7 separate regions of the Mus musculus genome follow, and regions 1, 3, 4, 5, 6 and 7 are each linked to region 2. Evidence: chromatin contacts called from public HiCAR-type and promoter capture Hi-C data. All regions are on one chromosome and are shown on one strand. The core of a region is the stretch at or near the end of the contact, and the rest is flanking DNA. Distances in the headings are between cores, read along the strand shown. Region 1 holds the start of Hand1 (heart and neural crest derivatives expressed 1). Region 2 holds the start of Sparc (secreted acidic cysteine rich glycoprotein). Region 3 holds the start of Mrpl22 (mitochondrial ribosomal protein L22). Region 4 holds the start of Larp1 (La ribonucleoprotein domain family, member 1). Region 5 holds the start of Cnot8 (CCR4-NOT transcription complex, subunit 8). Region 6 holds the start of Fam114a2 (family with sequence similarity 114, member A2). Region 7 holds the start of Sap30l (SAP30-like).

Region 1 (2,800 bases), core at 143-2,642, 2.4 Mb after region 2:
CATGGGAATCGAGTAATTCAGATATTCATAATTAAGCAAATGAAAGAATGAAGCCTCGACTTGTATTGGGTTTTTGTGTTTGGGTTTTTTGTTTTGTTTTGTTGCTTTAAAAACTGTTTTGGGAGAACATCACACGTCAGTGCAGTATTTAAGTCATTTCCTACTTTCATTCTCAACCTGGCTTCCAGAAGGGCCCAGGGAAGACTCAAAACACCTTCAGATTTAAAACAAACTATAATATAGAATATAGCCCCTTCTTGGAAGCCCAAGGTTTTCAATTCATCTTGTAAGGCCCTACGATCACTTTTAAAAAGCAAAATTCTATGTTCACTCAGCAATGACTGTGCACACAATGGCAGACTGTGTCGACCTCAGAACTCTCCCTAGTCTTTCAGAGTCCCACCCAGAACACAGCTCAGTGTTTGCAGGCCTGTTCTTACTTACCCCAGCCCGCACCCTTAGCTGGAACTTATAAGCCCCGGGACTCACCAACTCCCTTTTCCGCTTGCTTTCGCGACCACCATCCGTCTTTTTGAGTTCAGCCTTGAAGGCCTCGGGGTCACCTGCTTGTGCATCCTTGGCCAGCACGTCCATCAAGTAGGCGATGTAACTGGTAGCCAGGCGCAGAGTCTTGATCTTGGAGAGCTTGGTGTCGGCGGGCACATTGGGGATGCACTCACGCAGCTCCGCGAACGCGCTGTTAATGCTCTCTGTGCGTCTCCTCTCCTTCTTGGGTCCTGAGCCTTTTCGTTTGGGCAGGCGGCTTCCAAGAGCCTCCAGCCGACCTGGGCTCTGACTCGGCCTGGCATCGGGACCATAGGCAGCCGCTGCTACTGCGGTGGTAGGTGGTGGCCCGCCGGCAGGGAAATCTGGGGCAGCATCAGCCGGGCTCAGCAGCCAGCTCTGGAAGTAAGGCCGCTCCTGGTGGCAACGCGAGGCCGGGCCAAACAGGAAGGGTTCGTGGAGCATGGGGTGCGGCGGGTGTGAGTGGTGATGATGGTGATGATGTGCGTAGCTGCCCACGAGGTTCATGTTGGAGAGGCTCCTGGCCTGTGCTGTCAGCCCAATTAGCACCGCCCCATGCGCCCCACAGAAGGGGGTCACCGTGGGCTCCAGAGGCAGCGAACTGGCTGGGGTTTGGAGAGTCCTGAGCGAGCAAGGCTGGAGATGACACGAAGGACCTGCCGACCTCTTGAAGGTTTCTGTAGGCAACGAGGGAGAAGGGTTCAGACGTCCAAAGACCGGGTTTAACCCTTCTGCGGACTTGCCACCAGGATCCTGCTTATATAAGGCCTCGGCTTTGATGTCAACCTCTAGCCGGAGCCAATGGCAGGAGGAGGGAAGGGGGTGGCGGTCCCAAGTTTTATGCTCAGCAAGCGCCACACAATTCTAAGCTGACCACAGGGACTGAAAACCCGCCCCGCCTATGTCCCTCCCCTCTCCCAGTTCCCCTCCTGGAAGGGCGGGGGCTACGAACTTGAGGCCAGGCCTGCTCACTCCCTGTACTGAACCTACCACCCTTTCTTCATGGATCCAAGGAAAGGATTCTAGAATTATCCCTTGAAAACAGACAGAGCCTCATCAACACACACACACACACACACACACACACACACACACACACACACACACACACACACACTTGATTTCACAGATAGGGAAACTGAGGACCAGAACAAATTGTTGTTTTTAGGCCTGAAATTCAGAATAGGATATGCAGCATTCCTGAACCCGAACTGCTCATCGTGGGAGCCTGAAGGCCATTGGGCCCAGCAGGGAAGTAGGCTAGGCCCTAACACCTATAGCCCCACCTTTAGGTCCCCTGCTTCAGGCAGGACCTGGAGCTGCTGCCCAACAAGGTGGTCTCCTGAGATCCAGTTCTCGCCCAGCTGCGGACTTCCAGAAGAGCCTTCAGAGGCCGAGGTGGAAGTGGGAGGGAAAGGGAGCGGGGCTTCCAGCTCTTGGGCACTGACCAGTTTGTTCCGGGCTTGGGGGTTGGGGGTGGAGACGGTGGCTGATCTCTGCTCCTCTAGCCTCTCAGGCGCCTGGTTCGGTGTAAACGCCGGCAGGCTGAGCTGGTGGCGAGGCAGCCTGGCGGCGCCTTGGCCCCAAGGCATCTCTGTGGCAGGACTCCCCGGTGTCTTCGGAAGATTCGCACGTAGGGCTAAGGAGCCGGCGACTGCTGGGCTGCTCACTCCATCTGGCTCGCCACCTGCATGAAAATCTTTGATCCTATAAAGATACTTCCACTGAGGCTCACACTGGAAGAAACCAGCCCACCCCCACCCCTGATATCCACGGAGAAACAGCCTAGGCGCTTCACACTCACTCTGCTGAGGCAGGGAATATCTGTGCAACCTTGTGTTGCTCCCCATCAGCCTAGATTCTCCAAGGTGGGATTCCACAAAGAGATGGCTTTCCAAGAGTTGATAAGAACGTGGGAGACCAGGCTTTTAAGCTTGAAACTCTGGGTCTTCTTCATCTTTTCATTAAGGTCCCTGTCCCTAGGACCCCCTCCATCCTCACCAACATTTCTGGTCTCGCTCCTTCCCTAGGTGGGCTTGTGCCTATCAAATGTCAGTTAAGGGGGGAAATGAGATGATGTCAAATTCTTTTTAATTCGCTTCTGATCCAGCCACTCGAAAGTTGCTCGCTGAGGCCCAGCTTGTGTAAGACAATTACCAGGCAGGGACAGTGGGAGAGAGGCCACCGTGCGCAGACGGGATGTGAGGCCCAGTAGCAAGTGGGTAAGTGAAAACGAATGTGGAGTAGGTCGTGGGCTCAACAGATGACAGTCCCT
Region 2 (2,700 bases), core at 196-2,695:
GAGACTCTTTGAAGTTGCTTATTCGTAGACCACTTTATAGGCTCAATTAAGTGACCCTGCTTGGGAAGTCTTAGGGGAATTCGGGTACCCCAAAAGCTATCCCTCTTCCTTAGGACAGGAAGGCTACACTCAGGGGAGATGGCTATGTGAGATCGCCCACAAATTGCCTAAAGCTTGTTACCTCATGTAGGGTCCGCATCTCACTCCACTCCCTACACTAGGAAGGTTCTAGAAACTTAAAAGAGTTGTCAGTGGAGACACTCCCTCCCTGCAGGTGTGCTGTCTGTCCCTGAGGCAGATGCCTGATACCTGTTTGTCCCCCTTAGGTGAGGCTTATTTCCAGCCATTCTAGGAGTCACAGGAAGTTTACAGAACAGCTTGGAGCAGACAAGCTTTCAACAGGCTGAGTCTTGGATAGATTCAGTAGTAGCAAGAAAAGTGTCCTGGAGCTATATCTCTCTGTCTCCCTCCTCCCCATCACACCCTCCTCCCTGTCGTCTCTGGATTGTATCAAATTGTTGGCTTTCTCAGATGTCTAGATACGGTAGAAGCAATGTTAATGCCAGTGATGACCACCTCTCAGAATTAGGCTGGGAACAATGGCAACCCCAGGCTGGGAGAGACAATGGCATTTCAGACTGACTGAAATGCCACGGGGTGATGGGGTGGGGGTGGACAGAGATTGAAGGGACCAGAGCCTTCCCAGAGGAACTGACTAAAGGGAATGTCTTGCCTTGGCTGTTTACAGATCTGTTTATCCTTCTTGCAAAGTCCCATTTGGACAACAGTGCTCTGACCCAGAACTGGATGTCTGTTCTCCCAGAATAGGAAGCCAGACCCAACAGGCTGCCAGCCAGATTTTCTCTGGGTTGGCAGTCATGATGGGCAAATGAGGATCGGATTCTCAGAAAAGGAGGCAGCTGCCTCCGAGGGTGACAGAGGACAGACCAGTAGCCTCTGCCACCAGAGAACACAGAGAAAGCGGTCCCCGCAAACCATGGCTATTTTCTGCAGTGCTACAGAGACAACAAGTTCCCCTGTGAGTGAGCAACAGGTTTCCAGCTCACCTCCCCCTGAGACTGGTCATGGGGATGGGGCAGAGAGGAGATGATGAAGCTTACAGAAGGGCAGGGGCTGACAGGGAGGTGCATACCTCGGCACAGGCAGGCAGGCAGGCAGGCAGGCAGGCAGGCGGCAGAAGAGTTCTGGCGGTCTGAAGGGCTGCAGGAATGTGGAGGGGTTTAGAGGCGAGCAGCAGGAAGCCTCTTGGAGCTCTGGGCAGGGTCTGTCTCACCCTCCGCCTCCACTCAAAGGCCCTCCTCCTCCTCTGTCTCCTCCTTCCCCTGGCCTGCCTCCCCCTTCTCCCCAGAACCAAAGCTGTCTTTTCTTTCTCCCTTCCTTGCCTTGTGGTAGGCTGTGTGCTACCCAGACACCCTGGCCCCACCTGTCTCATCTGTTCTGGGGCTCCTGCCTAAACAGACATGAGGGTCAGGGCTGGAACAGCTGCTGGAATCACCTAGAACAGGCCAGGCCTTGTTCAGAGCCGAGGCTGCTGACTGAAGAGTCCTAGACATTAACCGAGAGAAGAGAGAGAGAGAGAGAGTCACAGAGGCACGGCTAAGCCCCTTGTCCTACTTTACACACAGCCAGCGAGTGAACTTGCCTGAGCACTCTCTTGGGCTTAGCAATGTACAGCAAGGCAGAGAGTGCACGCTGGCATGGCAGTGGGGGAGCAAAAGTACCCAGTTTTCTCAGTGCCAACAAAACAAGCTGCCACTGGTGATACTGGTGGCATCATCCTTGATAACGAGGCGAAGTCCCCTCTAGGTCTAGTGGCACCAACCACGGGTACGTGAAGGATTAGAACTAAGCTGGAAGACTTGCGCTGTCAGTACCTGACAAACTCAGAGCAATAATACTGATAGTCAGATCAGAAGCAATAGCAGGGTTGGTGGGGAAGCCACAGGCCTTTCATTTAGGTGTTGTTTGGTTTTGGAAGAGGTCGCACGTAGCCTGGGCTGACCACTCACTATGTAGCTGAGGATGACCTTGAACTATTGATCTTCCTACTTCTATCTACTTCCAGGGTGCTAGGATTACATGTGTGTGCTACCTACCATGACTATTTTATTTAGTGCTGAGGATTGACCTCGGGGCCGGGGGGGGGGCAGGGGGGGGTGTTAATGATTGTTAAGCAAGCATGCTACCAATGAAGCTGCATTTGCAGCCCAGACAGACACACCAGAAGAGGACATCGGACCCCATTACAGATGGTTGTGTGCCACCATGTGGTCGCTGGGAATTGAACTCAGGACCTCTGGAAGAGCAGTCAGTGCTCTTACCCGCTGAGCCATCTCTCCGGTCCCAAGAGGCCATTTTAATAACAGGGGCACAGGCTCACGCAGGGCAAACAGCTTACCCAGTAACACCTGACCAAAAGTGGTCTGAGAACGCTGAGTCTACATTTCAGCCCCACTCTTCTTTGGGGAACATGGACACTCCTCATCTATGCAGCAGCTCTTGACTGAACATTTTGGGCCTGCCTACCTGGGGAGGTACCAGAATAGACGTGGTGGCAGGAGTTTGGGGTGTGGCTAAAGGGATGCACCTCATGTGCAGAACCACTTCCTCAGTGATGCAGACCCCAAGGCTTCTCCCAGGGGGTCAGATCAGCAGAAACTTCCTGAAAGCGTAGATATC
Region 3 (2,712 bases), core at 102-2,601, 2.8 Mb after region 2:
TCTTCCTGCTTCAGCCTCTCATACGCTGGGATTACATCATGTGGTGCTACGCCAGGCTCCTTTTCTCTGAGACAGAGCCCGGCTTGTGTAACATGGTGGTTCTTTAACACCAGTCTCCCACATGCTGATGTTACAGTCATTTTTAACAAGAACCCTGAGGCCCACTGAAGACAGAGTTTGATGAACCAGCCTGCCTCCATTTTAGGCTTAAAAGGTATCTTTTTTTTTTTTAAAGATTTATTTATTTATTATATGTAAGTACACTGTAGCTGTCTTCAGACACACCAGAAGAGGGAGTCAGATCTCATCATGGGTGGTTGTAAGCCACCATGTGGTTGCTGGGATTTGAACTTCGAACCTTCAGAAGAGCAGTCGGGTGCTCTTACCCACTGAGCCATCTCACCAGCCCAAAAGGTATCTTATAGTAGAGGCAAACTAGATTCATTCCTGTTTATGATTAAACCTCCATTTCTCACTGATTGGGCTATGCCACACCTGTAATCTTAACTATACATGGTTCTGTGGGTTCCAGAAAATGGCAACTGTGTCTTTGTTTCAAAACCATCTTGTTAATCCTACCTTTGTTTCAAAAGGTTTTTATGGCCGGTCATGGTGGCCCACACCTTTAATCCCAGCACTCGGGAGGCAGAGGCAGGCGGATTTCTGAGTTCAAGGCTAGCCTGGTCTACAGAATGAGTTCCAGGACAGCCAGGGCTATACAGAGAAACCCTGTCTCAAAAAACCAAAAAAAAAAAAAAAAAAAAAAGGTTTTTATGACTACCTTCTTAGGACCACCTTGTGATCATAACTTTCTTTCAGGAGGTGGTTATGACCAATTTGCTAGTCTGTTTCTGTTTATGGGACTAACTTATTAGTCAGCTCCTGTTCTAGTTCTGCTCCTGTAACCTCCACCTAGCAAATCCATTTGGAAACACCCAACCCCTGAGCTATAGAAACCTTGTCTTCCTCATATCCGATGCTGCCTTCTCAAACGTTGCTTTAGGGGGAAGCAGTTCCTGTATGCAAATAAAAAAAGCTTGCTTTAATTAATTGCTTGCTTTAATTAACTTGGCCATTATGATTTGGATCAGTGGTCTTTCTTGTATCTTTGGCCTTAAATATTTAGGATTAAAAGGTTCTCCTGCCCTTTTCAGGCTGTTATGAGGTGAGGTCACAGTTTTTCTGATTTTCAGTCTTTATGAGGTCATTCACTCCAAAGAAAGACTGCTCTGACCAGACTTTTCACAAGGACGACGCATTCCTGGTCTCCATGACAACGCACTCTGACTTTTCCGGTCCCGGAAGCCGGCCTCGGACTGCGCATGCGTATAGTCAGCCGGCGTTTGATCCCGGAGGCTTCCGTAGGGCTCAGCATGGCGGCCGCACTACTGCGAGAGTTGGGTAAGGCTTGAGTCTTTCTTAGAATTTGGGAAGGAGGAGATAAAGAGAATCGAAGTTGACAGCTCGTATTCACGTTGCAGGTGCACTGAGGGTACCTAACCTGAGGATCTGGGCAACGCAGACGCTGCGGTAAGAGTCCTGCCACGAAGATCTTGCAGGCTGCGCCTGATCTGCATCGATCACAGTGCACTTGTGTGCCAGGCAGTACTTTCGGCCTCAGGTGGAGGGCGGCCCGACCCAGAACCCCATAGAGACTGTTGCCTCCGGGGGCTCCTCTCGGTGTTTTCTGACCAGCCTCTCCCTATTCCGTAGGCACGATTCGAATCTTCGACTTTGTGTGCTATACCAACAAACATTCCTGGTTATTTCTTTATTCACTTGCCGTGGGCAAGGACTGTTTGGAGACTCGAGGCTTGCCTGACATTGTACATTCGTTCGCTGTTGTTTCTCAGCAACTGGAGTTTGAGCCTTTTGCTCTGCAGAACATTCTGGAGCCTCTCGAGAAAGCCTTTTGTTTGTTTGTTTGAGTCTCGCCATAAGTCAGTCTGGCTTCTGCTTACCAGTCAGAGGCTGGGATCCTAGGCCATGCACTGTCCTGCTAGGACACAAGCGTCCCTATGCAGTTGAGTTAGCACTGGCATGGATCCGTAGGGTACATCCGAAGTTTCGATTACATATATAGTACTTGCAAATGAATTGCTTCTTTGGAGCAATATTTTGACATAATATAATTATAGTTGTTTGATTCCGTTTAAAACCCATTTCAGTCCTGAGTATTCATAAAACCTGTAAGTATTCATGAAACTTTGTCACTGTTAATTCATGGCATACTTAATTTACCAGACACCATATTGATTGCCAAATCTGTATTGAGGTTTTGAGAAATGCAAGGCAGTTTCTAAGGGATGGCAGACAGTAGGTACCTCACGCTCACAAAATCTTGTTTAATAGTTTATCCTAATGGCTTCTTTGAAAGATTGAAGTCAGAGTTGAGCAGCTTATGGTTCTGTCACCCTGCTGTGAGTGATGATATAAAATGATGTTAGAGGCCTTAGAGACATTGCCTCTTTCCTCTTTCTTACATACATGAAAACCAAGGCCCAGTGAAGTGACAGTGTGCCGCTGGCTTTAACTATGTAAAATGTAAACACCAGTGATTCAAACTGGAGAAGAAAGTTTGAAGGCCTAGAGATTGCAGGTGTATCTGGATGGGAGACGAGCCAGCTCTGTAGTGTCTGGATAAGGGTGGTGGTGACGTGGCTCCCAGAACGGCAGAGAGGTCCAAGTTTCTGTTGTCTTATGGGCTTCCTT
Region 4 (2,700 bases), core at 138-2,637, 2.6 Mb after region 2:
TAACCCTCTAATCCCAGCACTAGGGAGGCAGAGACAGGTGGGTCTCTGTGTGTCCGAAGTAAGCCTGGTTGCCTGGTCTACAGAAAGAGAGAGTTCTAGGATAATCAGAGCCCAGAACTAGACAGAAACCAAACCAAACCAAACCAACCAACCAACCAACCAATCAACCAACCAACCAACCAAAAACTCTGCTTGAAAAACAAAAAAATACCCAAACAAACCAAACGGAAAAAACAACCCAAAACAAACAAAAAGCCAATCTTGTCTACTTCATTACAGCACAGTGACTACTGCGCTGTAATGAAGTATTTGTTTCTCCTGTTTACTGTGCCTTCCCCCACCTTACAGTGTAAATTCCGGGAGGACAGGTGCTTGTTAGCCTGGTTTATTGGCAGACCTTTCTAAGAACTTTGCAGGCCCCCAGAGCATAAAGTCAGTAAACATTTATTGAACCAAATGACAGAGAAATTTGAAACCACCTGGCATAAATGGTTCCTTCATTTTACAATAGAGAAATCGAGACCCAGGAAGTGGACCTGACTACTGCTGATAACCCCTAACTAACTGCAATGGGGTCAGGGTTAAGATACAAATCTCAGAGCTTTCTGAGTCCCTCAATTAAGTGTCAGTTCAACTCTACCCTAAACAATTCTATAGAAAAAACACAAGCGACTTGAAAGAAAAGCCATTTCCTGCCTATAAAACACTGGGTTTCGAGGGCCTGCATAGCGTGGGTACTACTGGGAATTCTGTTCTCTTTCCGAGGCGCTCGCTGCCCCTGTGGGGAAAGAACTCCCTTGGACCCATTACCAGTGCTCTGGCCAGGCTGCAGCTGGGCCAAGGTCATCGGAGTGGGGCCAGAAGCCACGCACAGGGGGCGGCCAAAGAACCCCTCTGCATCACTAGCCAAGTCTGGGCTGACATAGTAAAAGACCCCAACGCGGAGCCCCGAGAAACACTTGTCACCAGCGTTAGCAGGCCGGGCCGGCCGCGTGGCCAGGTCCCATGTGCTCCACCTGCGACCGTTCTGGGGCGCTGGCCCTTTAAGGCTCCTCCCCCACCCCCGCCCTCCGAAGTTGCATCAGGCACGTGCTCGCCCCCGTCCACTTGCCGCGCCACAGGAATGGTCTCCAGGGGGCGGGGCCGGGGCGGGACCTTCCGCCCTGCGCGCGCGCGCCCGTCGCCGCGCCGTCCCCGCCCCTCGCGCGCCGCGTCGCGAGGCGCGCGCCCGCCCGCCGCCCGCCGCGGATCGCGTGGTCTGGCTCGGCTCTCCGCGCCGCTCCCCCCCTGGCCGTCCGCACCACTGCAGCCCCCCGAGCCGCCCCGGGCCGGGGGCGGGGGGACGCAGGCGGCGGACCGAGGTCCGCCAGGCCGGCTAGGCGCGCCGGAGCCTTCTGCCCGGCGCGCCACTCAGCGTCAGCCCGTCCGCGCCGCTCCGCGTCCGCGCGGCCCGGGCTCCGGCGCCCCGCCAGCGGCCTCGAGCGGGGCCCGCGGCGCGCCCGGCCCCTCCGCGCAGATGGCCACTCAAGTGGAGCCGCTGCTGCCGGCGGGCGCCCCGCTGCTGCAGGCCGAGGAGCACGGCCTGGCGAGGAAGAAGCCGGCGCCCGACGCCCAGGCCGAGTCGGGCCCGGGTGACGGCGGCGGAGAGCCCGACGGCGGCGTCCGCAGGCCGCGGCCCGCCTGCGCCAGGCCTGGCCGCGACGGCGCGGAGCGCGAGAGCCCGCGGCCACCCGCAGCTGCGGAAGCCCCAGCGGGGAGCGACGGCGAGGACGGCGGCCGGCGTGACTTCGTGGAGGCACCGCCGCCCAAGGTGAACCCGTGGACGAAGCACGCGCCGCCGCCGGCCGCGGTGAACGGACAGCCGCCTCCAGGTGGGTCTGCGCGGCGCGGCACTGGCCCGCGCAGTGACGCGGGCGTTTCCCTCGGAGCGGGGCTACCGGGGCCGCAGCGGTTGGTGGCAACGGCATGCCTCGGGCCTAGCTTGGCGGACTGGGCCGGGCGGGGCCGCTCGTGTGCCCTGTGCTCCCTATGCGTCTCGGCGCCTCGAGAGTGCGTGTTCAGAGAACATGTGTCATGGCTCCGAGCTGGGCCTGGCTTTGAACTTTGCAACTTTGCGCTTCGGGGAGCCGGGTGAAGCGTGGGGAGCGCGGGCCCCTGCGTGCCCGGGAGCCGGTTGCGGCCCGCGGCGACGCGAGGGGCGTGTGTGGCGGCGAGGGAGTGGCCGCGCCGGTGCGGGGCGGGCGGGTGACAGTTGGGCGCCATGCGCCGTGCCAGGACTGTTCGCAGCGCTCGCCGGCCGGAGCTGCGCGCGGGGCTCCCCTCCCCCGCTGAGTCCGGGTGGGAGGTGGCTCGGGAATCCTAGCCGGGCGCGATCGGCGTGGGCATCTAGTGGCGCACCACTCGGGCACAGCCTCCGCTTGGGTACTCCTGGGTGTTTGATAGTGAGCATGGCCCTTGAGTTTGATCGTCGGAGTCCTGGTACTTTTAACTTTAAAAAATGAAAAAAAAAAAAAAAACCAAAACCAAAAACTTGCTATGGAGCTTAGGTGTGGTTGCCTAACCTAAGCTGGGCACCGAGGAAGTCGGAGCTAGCCGCTTTCAGGTTCCAGAGTGCTGGAAAGTGTAGGCCTAGCCCTGGGGGAAACCAGCACGTTGGTTGCCCTTTCGATTTCTCTTAGGGTTGCTTCATAAGGAAGAGGG
Region 5 (2,700 bases), core at 134-2,633, 2.7 Mb after region 2:
TTGTTTAAAGTGTAGACACTCCCCTCCAGTCCCTCCAGAAATACAATTAGTGTCTGTGAGAAGCTCTAGGTGAAGGGTGTGTGTGGGGGGGAAGCCAGGTGTTTCCTGTTCAACTCTTTCAGAGCACACCAGGCCTATTGGTGGCAAGAACCCCCCCTCCCCCCAAATTCCATGCTTCTCACATGACTAGCACATGCTAGGTCCACCCTCTCCTGAAGGACTCAACGGCTGCTCCTCACATGACTAGCACATGCTAGGTCCACCCTCTCCTGAATCGAATCACAGAACAGAGCAAGGACATGCACTGAACAGACTGAGGGAAGGCAGTGTCTACCTAGCCTAGACAACCCGAACACCTCAAAAGAGGCCAGCCCTGCAGCTAGTCCCATCAACATTGTTGCAGGGAATCCACCGCAGCTACAGTTACTGACTGCCCAGGCCTGGTTCTTTGTGGTGACGGTTGTGGCTTGGTCTAGGGTTTCATCCTCATCACAGTCTTGTGTCTCTATTTACAGATCCTGGAGAGAAACAACAAAGGCTGGGCTTCAGAAACTGTCCCTGACATCGTTACCCCAGAAGCTGGCTGTGCGATTTCACAGTTTGAAAGGCTAGCTCTCATTTAGTCAGTAAGTCCTATTTTGGGGATTTCTTCTGGAATAAAAGTTTAAAATGAAAAGGGCAAAGTGACTGGGAGACGGGATGTCAGAAGGGGGACACCTGCTGTATGCTTACCTACGGCCCCTAGGAGAGGAAGCACCAGGGGAGGGGAGGCGCTCTTCGGAGGTCTTAGTCTTCTTGCCCCGTGGGAAAGCACGAGGTGGCGATACATCCCAGCATGGCCTCGCTACCAGCGAACCCCCTACTCTCCCTGACTGGCCCCTCTCTCTCTGCACTGACCCACAGTGATACCAGGGACACAGCGGACAGCACAGGCCCCGGAGCAGCGCTGCTTAGGCCGTCCAGGTTCTGGGAGGCAGTGCTCAGCTGACCTCATTCATGACTCGGTTTGGTGGCGCTCTCCCACCCCTACCTAATGGTCATCCAGAAGGGGTTCTGTGAATAGATGGTCAGTGAATGAGGGGTTCAGGTTGCAGTAATCGAGGGTCAGGACACCCCATGTGCCCTGCATCATCACCTACAACCAACAGTCGTAATATGCTCTGATGTTAGGAAGTGGGGCCAGTTCTAGATCCCGTCCTTTCCCGAGGCGCGACTCATGATACTCCAGAACCTAGGCGGGGACCAAGTTTACACTGCTAGACGCCGTTTGAGGCCTCAGGGCAAACCTCGTTTTACGCACGCGCCCTCCGCCAAACCCAACTTTCTCGCTCTGCGCCTGCGCAGGGAGGCGGGGCGTAGGTATCTGAGCGCGCACGGGGGGACGGAGCCGAGACCGGCGGGACCGCGCACGCCTGGAGTGACGCGGAGAGTAGGCGAGTCGGGAGGGCGGACGGGTAGAGTGGTGCAACCTCTTGGTTTGGTGCCCATCGTCGGCCGCTCTGGGCGCCAGGACTCACGTCTCCCTGTCGAGCTGGGTTTCTGGAGCGGATCCGGGGCAAGAGGGAGGAGAGCTCGGGGTCAAGGGCCGCTGCCGCCCGCACTCGGCGGGGCCGCCAGCCAGGGTAAGCAGGTTAGGTTGCTTACGGTAGGAGCAGGAGGCGGAAGTGCCTCCGTGGCGACCCATCCTACACACGGGAACACTGAGGCACAGAGGCTACGGGGCTCTCGGTCCCCGGAGTCCAGCCTGGAGGCCTAAGGAATGGTGGGGGAGGCAAGAGGCCGCTCTGCTTGGCTCTTGGGGTGCTGCAGCTTTGCGTGGCAGGGCCGCCGTCGCGGAGCCAGCAAGCTGGATGGGGTGCCGTCTAAGTCCAGGGCTGTGGCCTGGAACGCTCCAGAGGGGACCTGTTGCCATTTCTTCTAACGGGCCGCTGCTTCCTCCTGCGCCCGTCTTGCACTGCTAAAGCCTTTTGTTTAGTCTTCTGGAACAGGGAAGTGAAGCTGATTGTCTCCCAGACGCTCTGGCGCAAACAAAAGCCGACGACGAGCAGGAGACACTCAGTGGAACTGAGTTCTGCACGGCTAGCAGGGAGAGCGTGGTTTCGTGCGTTCGCACTCCTCGCTCTTCAGAGCCCACCTGGGTGCACAGACACCCTGCTCCCAAGTTTGGATAATCAGGAGCGGTCACAACAGATTGCTTGGCAGCCTAGGGTGTGTGTGTGTGTGTGTCAGTGTTTTTGTGTCTGTGTGTGTGAGAACACAGGGCAGTGTGTGTGTGTGTGTGTGTGTGTGTGTGAGAACCCCTTTCTTTCCCTTTGTAGTTTCAAATGTAGCTTGGTTTGGGGATCGAGTTTTAAAGCCAGCCTGTGAGGCAAACATTGCATGGGATCAAAATTTTCCTTTAAGGGAGAGATCGCACAGCTGTTGATACACTCAACCCTCTCCCCCTCACACTCATAAAAATAAATCTTTAAGGGAGAACGCAGCCTCAACCTCCGAACCTTCCTGAAGAATTTTGAAGGATAATTTTTTTAGGGTTTAATGTTTATTAATGTATGAATTTATAATTAATATCACGAGTGTGTTGGTGGAAAAAATAGGCCGAAAAGGCGTCAACATTCTCAGGGGCTGGAGTTACAGGCATTTGTGAGCCAATTCACATGGGTGCTGGAAACCAAACTCTGGTCTTCTGGAAGAGCAGCA
Region 6 (2,700 bases), core at 57-2,556, 2.1 Mb after region 2:
ATATAATCCCCTAGAGTCATGTCTCTATTAGGGAAGAAGCAAGGGTGACAGGCTAGAAAGGTAGACCAAGAATATGCTGCCTAGTGTTCTCCCTCCTCTCCTCTTCTTTTTCTGCTGCCATCTTGTCTCTCCCTCCCAATAAAACCTCTTCCACGTGAAAAAAAAAAAAAAAAAAGGTGTTGCCTAGACTCTATGGGTACACGATATGCATATATTAAACTGTCCCAAAAACTCATAGAAAAAAAAAATTCCATACACAAGTACCAATTGCCATGCAAACTAACTCAGAAAAATAGAAAAATAACTCGTTTAACTTATTCATGGCAAGAACCTTTTGCATATGGACCCAGTTCTGGAGACAGAGAAGATATGTAAGGCAATTTCTGCCCCTGTCAGTCCAAAGGCTGATCTAACAAAAAGACACCGACATGCTTGCCCAAAGTTCAGAAGGTGTTCTTGCAGCTGTATAGACACTGTTTTAGAGCTACCTTTTTCTTCTTTCTCCGAGTTACAACATATAATATATAGTCTCTCGATTTGCTCTATGTAAGCAAATAGAACGCACATATTGCATACGTTCATTTAAATTTTATGAAACTAGAACATTCCGATTAGTAAACTCCAGCTGTCCCTATTATTTCACTTGCACAATAGAGATTTTAATAAGCATCGAGGACGTGCCAAGAGTTTAGGCTGAGTCAGGAGACAAGATTCGTGAGTGGTGATGTCCCTCTCCACCGTTCCTATAAGTAAGATTAAACACATACCAGACATACGGAATTGTACTATTTAATGTTTTCCGGGTATGGTTTTTCCTGATTGGAGGAGAACAATCCAGGTGACTGGAGAAGTCAAACAAGGCGCCTCACAGTCGAGACACAAATATGCCCAGAGCACACGCGTGACCATCGCCTTTACCCGGAGGCGGCGTGGCTGGCGTGGCTGACTAGCTGGAAGCCGAGCCTGGGGTCAGCGCTGCCGCCGGTCCGTGCGACAGGGAGCCCCAGCTGCAGGCTGCGGCGACTCCCCAGCTAACGTGGCGGGTCTCTCGTCTCCGCACGTCCGCACGCAGGTCCCACCCCCAGGCCTCAGGTAAACAAGCTCTCCAGCCCTTCGGCCGGCAAGCCCACCAAACATGGCTGGAAGCGTTGCAGCCCCTCAACCCGTGACCCCGAGACCCCCCAGCCTTCGCCGCCCTCACCCGGAAGCCCCACAACCCCGACACCGCCCCTCACCGCGGCCACCGCCGCTCGCTCGCCGATCCGACCCGACCGTCGCGGAAGTACTCCTGACCTCAGCGCGGAGGCGGGGTCGCCGTCGAGGAGTACTTCCGGGTCAAGCATCCTCTAGGGCGGAAGGCGCTGACTGCAGAGAGGTGAGTGAATCCGCTGCTCCGGTGGCTTCCTGAGAGGTAAAGGATGCTTGAAGCTGGACACGGGGGATGCCAGGATGTCCGCCCTCCGTGAAGGCTGGGTGTGGGTGTCGGGGTTCCGCCATGAGGTATTTCCAGAATACTCGAGGGCCAGCGACGATCCGGGACACAAACTGGGAATTCAGGGCGGGCCCTGCTCTCAGCTCACTGCAAAGGTGGTGAGGAAGGGAGACCACCACCATCAAAACAACGGAATCTGAGGGGGTAGTTAAGTGCTTTCGTCCAAGTTTAAATGCGGTGATGGAACGGAACTGAGTGAGGAAGTGAGAAGGGGGAAGCCTGCCTGTAGGGAGGAGGAGTAGAGGTTTTGAATAAATAGTAAAGGGAGACGGGGGGGGGGGGGGGGGGCGGAGAACTTGGGCACTGGGTCTTTGTGAGGTCGGTGACCAGGCGTTTGACTTAAAATTTGGAACTCGATGGGAAGTAATTGATAGTTTCTAAGCAGGAGAGTGATATGCTTTTGATTTGTAATTTTAGATGTGCAGTGCATCGCTTCATTTGTCCCTGGGCAGTTTATCCAAGAAGACATTAAGCAAAATTGTGTTAAAATATGGGGTGGGGGGGGCACCTGAAACCCTAAAGACTTGCTTTCGAGTGTCTCGCTGTTGTGTTGTGTTGGTGTATAGCTAAGTGGGAGTGCGTTTGCCTGTCATGTGCAAGACCCTGGGTTTGATCCTGAGCACAAAAAAAAAAAAAAAAAAAAAAAAAAAAAAAAAGGAACAGATTCCCCTCCTCTGTTCAATCCCTTACATCAGTGTTCAGATGTAACTGCCACTTCCTAAAACCCTTCAAATGTTTGACTTTACTTTCAATAGTAATTCTTTACATTTCCGTATGCTGATATTCTCTACGACCTTACTAAATGCCTGTTCCTTTGAAGATTTGCAAGTTCAAGGCTAGCCTTGGCTACATTGTGAACTCTAGGCCAGCCAGAGCTAAGTAACCACATCCTGTCACAAACAAAAACGTCTGGTCCAACAAATAAACCAGAAAAAAGATTTCTTCTGGTTTTCTTTTGTAAAGGAAAAATGTATAGGAATGTATCTTGGGCCACTAGTAACTGTCTTGTCTTTTACATGTTGCCATTAGTATTATAGTGACAATTCTGAAAAATTTTGGTCTTAGAGTCCATTGCACTTAAACTTACCAAGAATTTTGAAGAGTTTTGTTTAAATAGATTACTACTGCCAGTACATTCCATTTAAGAAATCAAAACTACTCTCAAAAAAAGAAGTAGCTTTAAAATGGTAAGTCACTAAATGATAACT
Region 7 (2,770 bases), core at 139-2,638, 2.4 Mb after region 2:
TAACATACTGTCTCCTGTGTGAAATTAATAAAAGTAAACTGTACAAACGCACTTTTAGACCTCTGGAGAGAATTTAAGAGCTTTCCGGACACCCATCCCATAACCATACCTCTCCCCCACAACACTACTGACTGTAGGACCCGACCCTCAGAAAATTCCCTGTGTCCTTGCATCAAGGACGAGGTGACACCCTGGTCTTGGCAGGGTGCGGTGGCCTCCTCCCGGGTTGGTCTGAGTTAGCTTGAAGCAATAAAACTACAAATCAGTCTCTAACAAGTCTGAAGGTGAGTCCTCCGTTGGTGGCCTAAGGGCTTTTCACCTTTGCCTCAGCCCACAAAGTCCACCCTGAAGATCAACCCAGGCCAGGGTTGCTCTGACGCTGGGCTCTCCTCCTTAAGTCCCTTCTTCCTTGGTGCCCGCTGTACTCAAAGATTTCTAGTTCACCTGTCCGACCTCTCCTGTCTCTCAGTGCCTCTTTACGCGCATATGCACTTCCTCGTTAGCTTCATGTCCCACACCATGCACCCTGTCTCCCGCTGCCGCGTAGATCCTCCAGCCCAGGCTTTTCCGTTTTGCCCAGTCTGTTCTCCTGGCAGCACTTTCTCCCTAAGGTCTCCTTCCCATACCCTTCCCTTGTCCCTCAGTTTTCCTCCGCACGTCGATGCTTCAGTCCACTGCGAACGTGATCTCTGCTGCAAGTCTGTCCCTGCTTCCCGCAGACCCCACTCAACATAGGAGACCTTGCGGCCTGTCAGATCCGGCTTAGCATTTCGTTCCATAACCGGCTTGCTCACAACCCCACTATGGAGCCGGACCTCTGCTCAGGATCCCGCGCTGGGATTGGGAACCTGCTCAACATCCCATCCCGGAATGGAGACCCTGCGACCCTCCATATCCCGCTCAGCACCACTCCCTGAGGTGGAGGCCCCGCGTCCCTCCTGACCTAACACAGCATCTCGCCCCAGAGCCAGAGGACCTCGCTCACCATTCCTGGCCCGGACCAGGACATCTTGCATTCTTCCAGACCCCGTTCAGCATCCCTCGCGGAGCGAGGTCCCTATTTACCATCCTAACGGCCTAGAACATCCTGCATCCCTCCAGACCCATCTCAGCATCCCACTCCACAACCAGGACTAAACCTGCGGCCCGCTGTCCTCTCTAGCCCGGGTAACTCTTCCCTCTTGCACTTTCTCTACTTTGAACCCATCCCAGCAGAGTCCAGGAAGTAGCCTGGCACCGGAGACCGGCAGCGATGGCGCCCAATGGGAACTGCCAGCGGCGACGTGGGCCCCGCCTACATAAAGAATACGACCATTGAGCGCACAGAGGCGGGACTTCCGCTGTGCCGCGGCGGGCGGGGGAGCGCACTGTTGTGGTGCGGCGCGTCGGGCGGGCGGCGGCCGGGGCGGCCCAGGGGCTGCCGCGGGGACTCGGGGCGCCGCCGAGCGGCCAGGCGCTGGGGCGGCCCGAGCACACCGCGGGGCCCGGACACGGCAGGTTCGAGGCCGGGCCCCCGCGCGGGGAGCCACGGGGTGGAGACTTTGCCGCGCGGCGCGGAGCAGGCGGGAGCCGGCGGGGGCCTCGGGAGCCCCAGGGCGGCCGGGCCCGGATCCCGGGGGAAGCCTCGTGAGCCCCGGCCGGAGCCTCGGCGTGTGCATCCCCGCCGGGGCCCGGGCTGCAGGAGCACAGAGCAGCCGGGCCTCGCGGAGCTCGGAGCGCGCCTGACCCAGGGCGCACCGTGGGACCCGGGCGCGGGGCTGGCGAAGAGCTGCCCCGCGGGGCTAGCAGCCGCGGAGTGGCCTACAGGGGTCCTCCCCCGGAGGGGCCGGGCCGGGGCGGGGAGATGAACGGCTTCAGCACAGAGGAGGACAGCCGCGAAGGGCCCCCTGCCGCCCCCGCCGCCGCCCCGGGCTACGGCCAGAGCTGCTGCCTCATCGCGGACGGCGAGCGCTGCGTCCGGCCCGCGGGCAACGCCTCCTTCAGCAAGAGGGTGCAGAAAAGCATCTCGCAGAAGAAACTCAAGCTGGACATAGACAAGAGCGTGAGTCTCGGGGCATAGCGCAGGGCCGCGGGAAGGGACCCCGGGGACGCTCCGCGCGGTGGGCCTCGCCGCGCAGTCTGTGCAAAACAGGGGACTCAGGTTCTTGGAGGCCGCTCGGTGCTCCGCGACGCTGCCCGCGTCCCCGAGGGTGGGCTGGGAAACCAGGGAGGGCTTGGCACACTCTCCCTGCCTGGGAAAGCGACAGCAGTTTCCAGCTGTCACTGTTGCGCCGAATAGCAGAGCAGAGAGAGGTGGGTTACTTTTGCAAGAATTGGGCAAAAGAGGTGACAAGGGAACCGGGAGGATCTTCTCCAACTTCGTCCTCCCTCCAGGGACCTTGTCGCTCTTTCAGACACTAGCAAGGTGGCCGCGACTTTCCTGTCTGCCGCGGCCTCCGGTCTCTGCAGCGCAACACAGAGCCCGCTTCGCTGGCAGCGAATGAGTTTTTCTGAGATGTGGCAGAAATAAGGCCAAGGCCGGGTCTTAAATGATTTGCTGTGGATGTGATTGAAGGGGGCGGGGAATCAGCTTTCTTGCGGGGATTAGCATCTTTGGTAATGCCGTTGGAGGTGGAGAGGTGCAAATTTAAAATGGAATGAGATTGCCCTATGCCTTGTGGCTAATTATAAGAAACTTCCTGAGTGATTTCACCTACTCTGGTCCTCAAGATGTGCCTACTGCCAACCGGTTAAGAACTTTTCAGTTTGACATCTGTTGCTGCAAGCCCTG

Evidence for each region. Promoter capture Hi-C pulls out the DNA fragments that hold promoters and counts their contacts. HiCAR-type assays count read pairs that join an accessible place to other places.
Region 1: a contact with region 2 is called in a promoter capture Hi-C map of stem cell-derived epiblast-like cells, with 6 times the contacts expected there. The contact joins the promoter of Hand1 here to the promoter of Sparc in region 2. A contact is called at or near these places in 9 of 39 promoter capture datasets (the 3T3-L1 cell line, embryonic stem cells, hippocampal neurons and 3 more), 3 of 115 datasets of contacts at active chromatin or transcription factors (embryonic forebrain, embryonic stem cells and epiblast stem cells) and 1 of 9 other capture datasets (embryonic stem cells).
Region 3: a contact with region 2 is called in a promoter capture Hi-C map of stem cell-derived epiblast-like cells, with 8 times the contacts expected there. The contact joins the promoter of Mrpl22 here to the promoter of Sparc in region 2. A contact is called at or near these places in 8 of 39 promoter capture datasets (3T3-L1-derived adipocytes, the SN4741 cell line, cranial neural crest and 4 more) and 1 of 484 Hi-C or Micro-C datasets (embryonic stem cells).
Region 4: a promoter capture Hi-C map of embryonic stem cells shows a contact between it and region 2, with 5 times the contacts expected there. The contact joins the promoter of Larp1 here to the promoter of Sparc in region 2. A contact is called at or near these places in 3 of 39 promoter capture datasets (the 3T3-L1 cell line, cranial neural crest and embryonic stem cells) and 3 of 115 datasets of contacts at active chromatin or transcription factors (astrocytes, embryonic stem cells and extraembryonic endoderm stem cells).
Region 5: a contact with region 2 is called in a HiCAR-type map of astrocytes, with 9 times the contacts expected there. The contact joins the promoter of Cnot8 here to the promoter of Sparc in region 2. A contact is called at or near these places in 2 of 39 promoter capture datasets (the 3T3-L1 cell line and embryonic stem cells), 1 of 484 Hi-C or Micro-C datasets (uterus) and 2 of 115 datasets of contacts at active chromatin or transcription factors (astrocytes and extraembryonic endoderm stem cells).
Region 6: a promoter capture Hi-C map of liver shows a contact between it and region 2, with 14 times the contacts expected there. The contact joins the promoter of Fam114a2 here to the promoter of Sparc in region 2. A contact is called at or near these places in 5 of 39 promoter capture datasets (the 3T3-L1 cell line, cranial neural crest, hippocampal neurons and 1 more) and 2 of 115 datasets of contacts at active chromatin or transcription factors (embryonic stem cells and extraembryonic endoderm stem cells).
Region 7: a promoter capture Hi-C map of stem cell-derived epiblast-like cells shows a contact between it and region 2, with 10 times the contacts expected there. The contact joins the promoter of Sap30l here to the promoter of Sparc in region 2. A contact is called at or near these places in 4 of 39 promoter capture datasets (hippocampal neurons, liver and stem cell-derived epiblast-like cells), 5 of 115 datasets of contacts at active chromatin or transcription factors (embryonic forebrain, embryonic stem cells and forebrain) and 1 of 9 other capture datasets (embryonic stem cells).

What each region holds. Positions count from the first base shown.
Region 1 is chr11:57,830,755-57,833,554 of GRCm38.p6, forward strand. Hand1 (heart and neural crest derivatives expressed 1) reads right to left here and starts at 1,393. Exons shown (of 2, transcript NM_008213.2): 1 at 490-1,393. The coding sequence starts at 1,032. Gm32915 (a long non-coding RNA gene) reads left to right here and starts at 1,354. Exons shown (of 3, transcript XR_003949681.1): 1 at 1,354-2,747.
Region 2 is chr11:55,418,635-55,421,334 of GRCm38.p6, forward strand. Sparc (secreted acidic cysteine rich glycoprotein) reads right to left here and starts at 1,446. Exons shown (of 10, transcript NM_009242.5): 1 at 1,154-1,446.
Region 3 is chr11:58,170,313-58,173,024 of GRCm38.p6, forward strand. It overlaps Mrpl22 (mitochondrial ribosomal protein L22), which reads left to right and starts at 1,352. Exons shown (of 7, transcript NM_175001.5): 1 at 1,352-1,401; 2 at 1,482-1,530. The coding sequence starts at 1,374.
Region 4 is chr11:58,007,677-58,010,376 of GRCm38.p6, forward strand. Larp1 (La ribonucleoprotein domain family, member 1) reads left to right here and starts at 1,388. Exons shown (of 19, transcript NM_028451.1): 1 at 1,388-1,871. The coding sequence starts at 1,517.
Region 5 is chr11:58,102,587-58,105,286 of GRCm38.p6, forward strand. Cnot8 (CCR4-NOT transcription complex, subunit 8) reads left to right here and starts at 1,384. Exons shown (of 7, transcript NM_026949.5): 1 at 1,384-1,622.
Region 6 is chr11:57,517,338-57,520,037 of GRCm38.p6, forward strand. Fam114a2 (family with sequence similarity 114, member A2) reads right to left here and starts at 1,307. Exons shown (of 14, transcript NM_026342.3): 1 at 1,236-1,307. Mfap3 (microfibrillar-associated protein 3) reads left to right here and starts at 1,328. Exons shown (of 3, transcript NM_180599.1): 1 at 1,328-1,375.
Region 7 is chr11:57,800,249-57,803,018 of GRCm38.p6, forward strand. Sap30l (SAP30-like) reads left to right here and starts at 1,389. Exons shown (of 4, transcript NM_001081168.1): 1 at 1,389-2,041. The coding sequence starts at 1,844. 2010001A14Rik (RIKEN cDNA 2010001A14 gene) reads right to left here and starts at 1,219. Exons shown (of 4, transcript NR_131042.1): 1 at 986-1,219.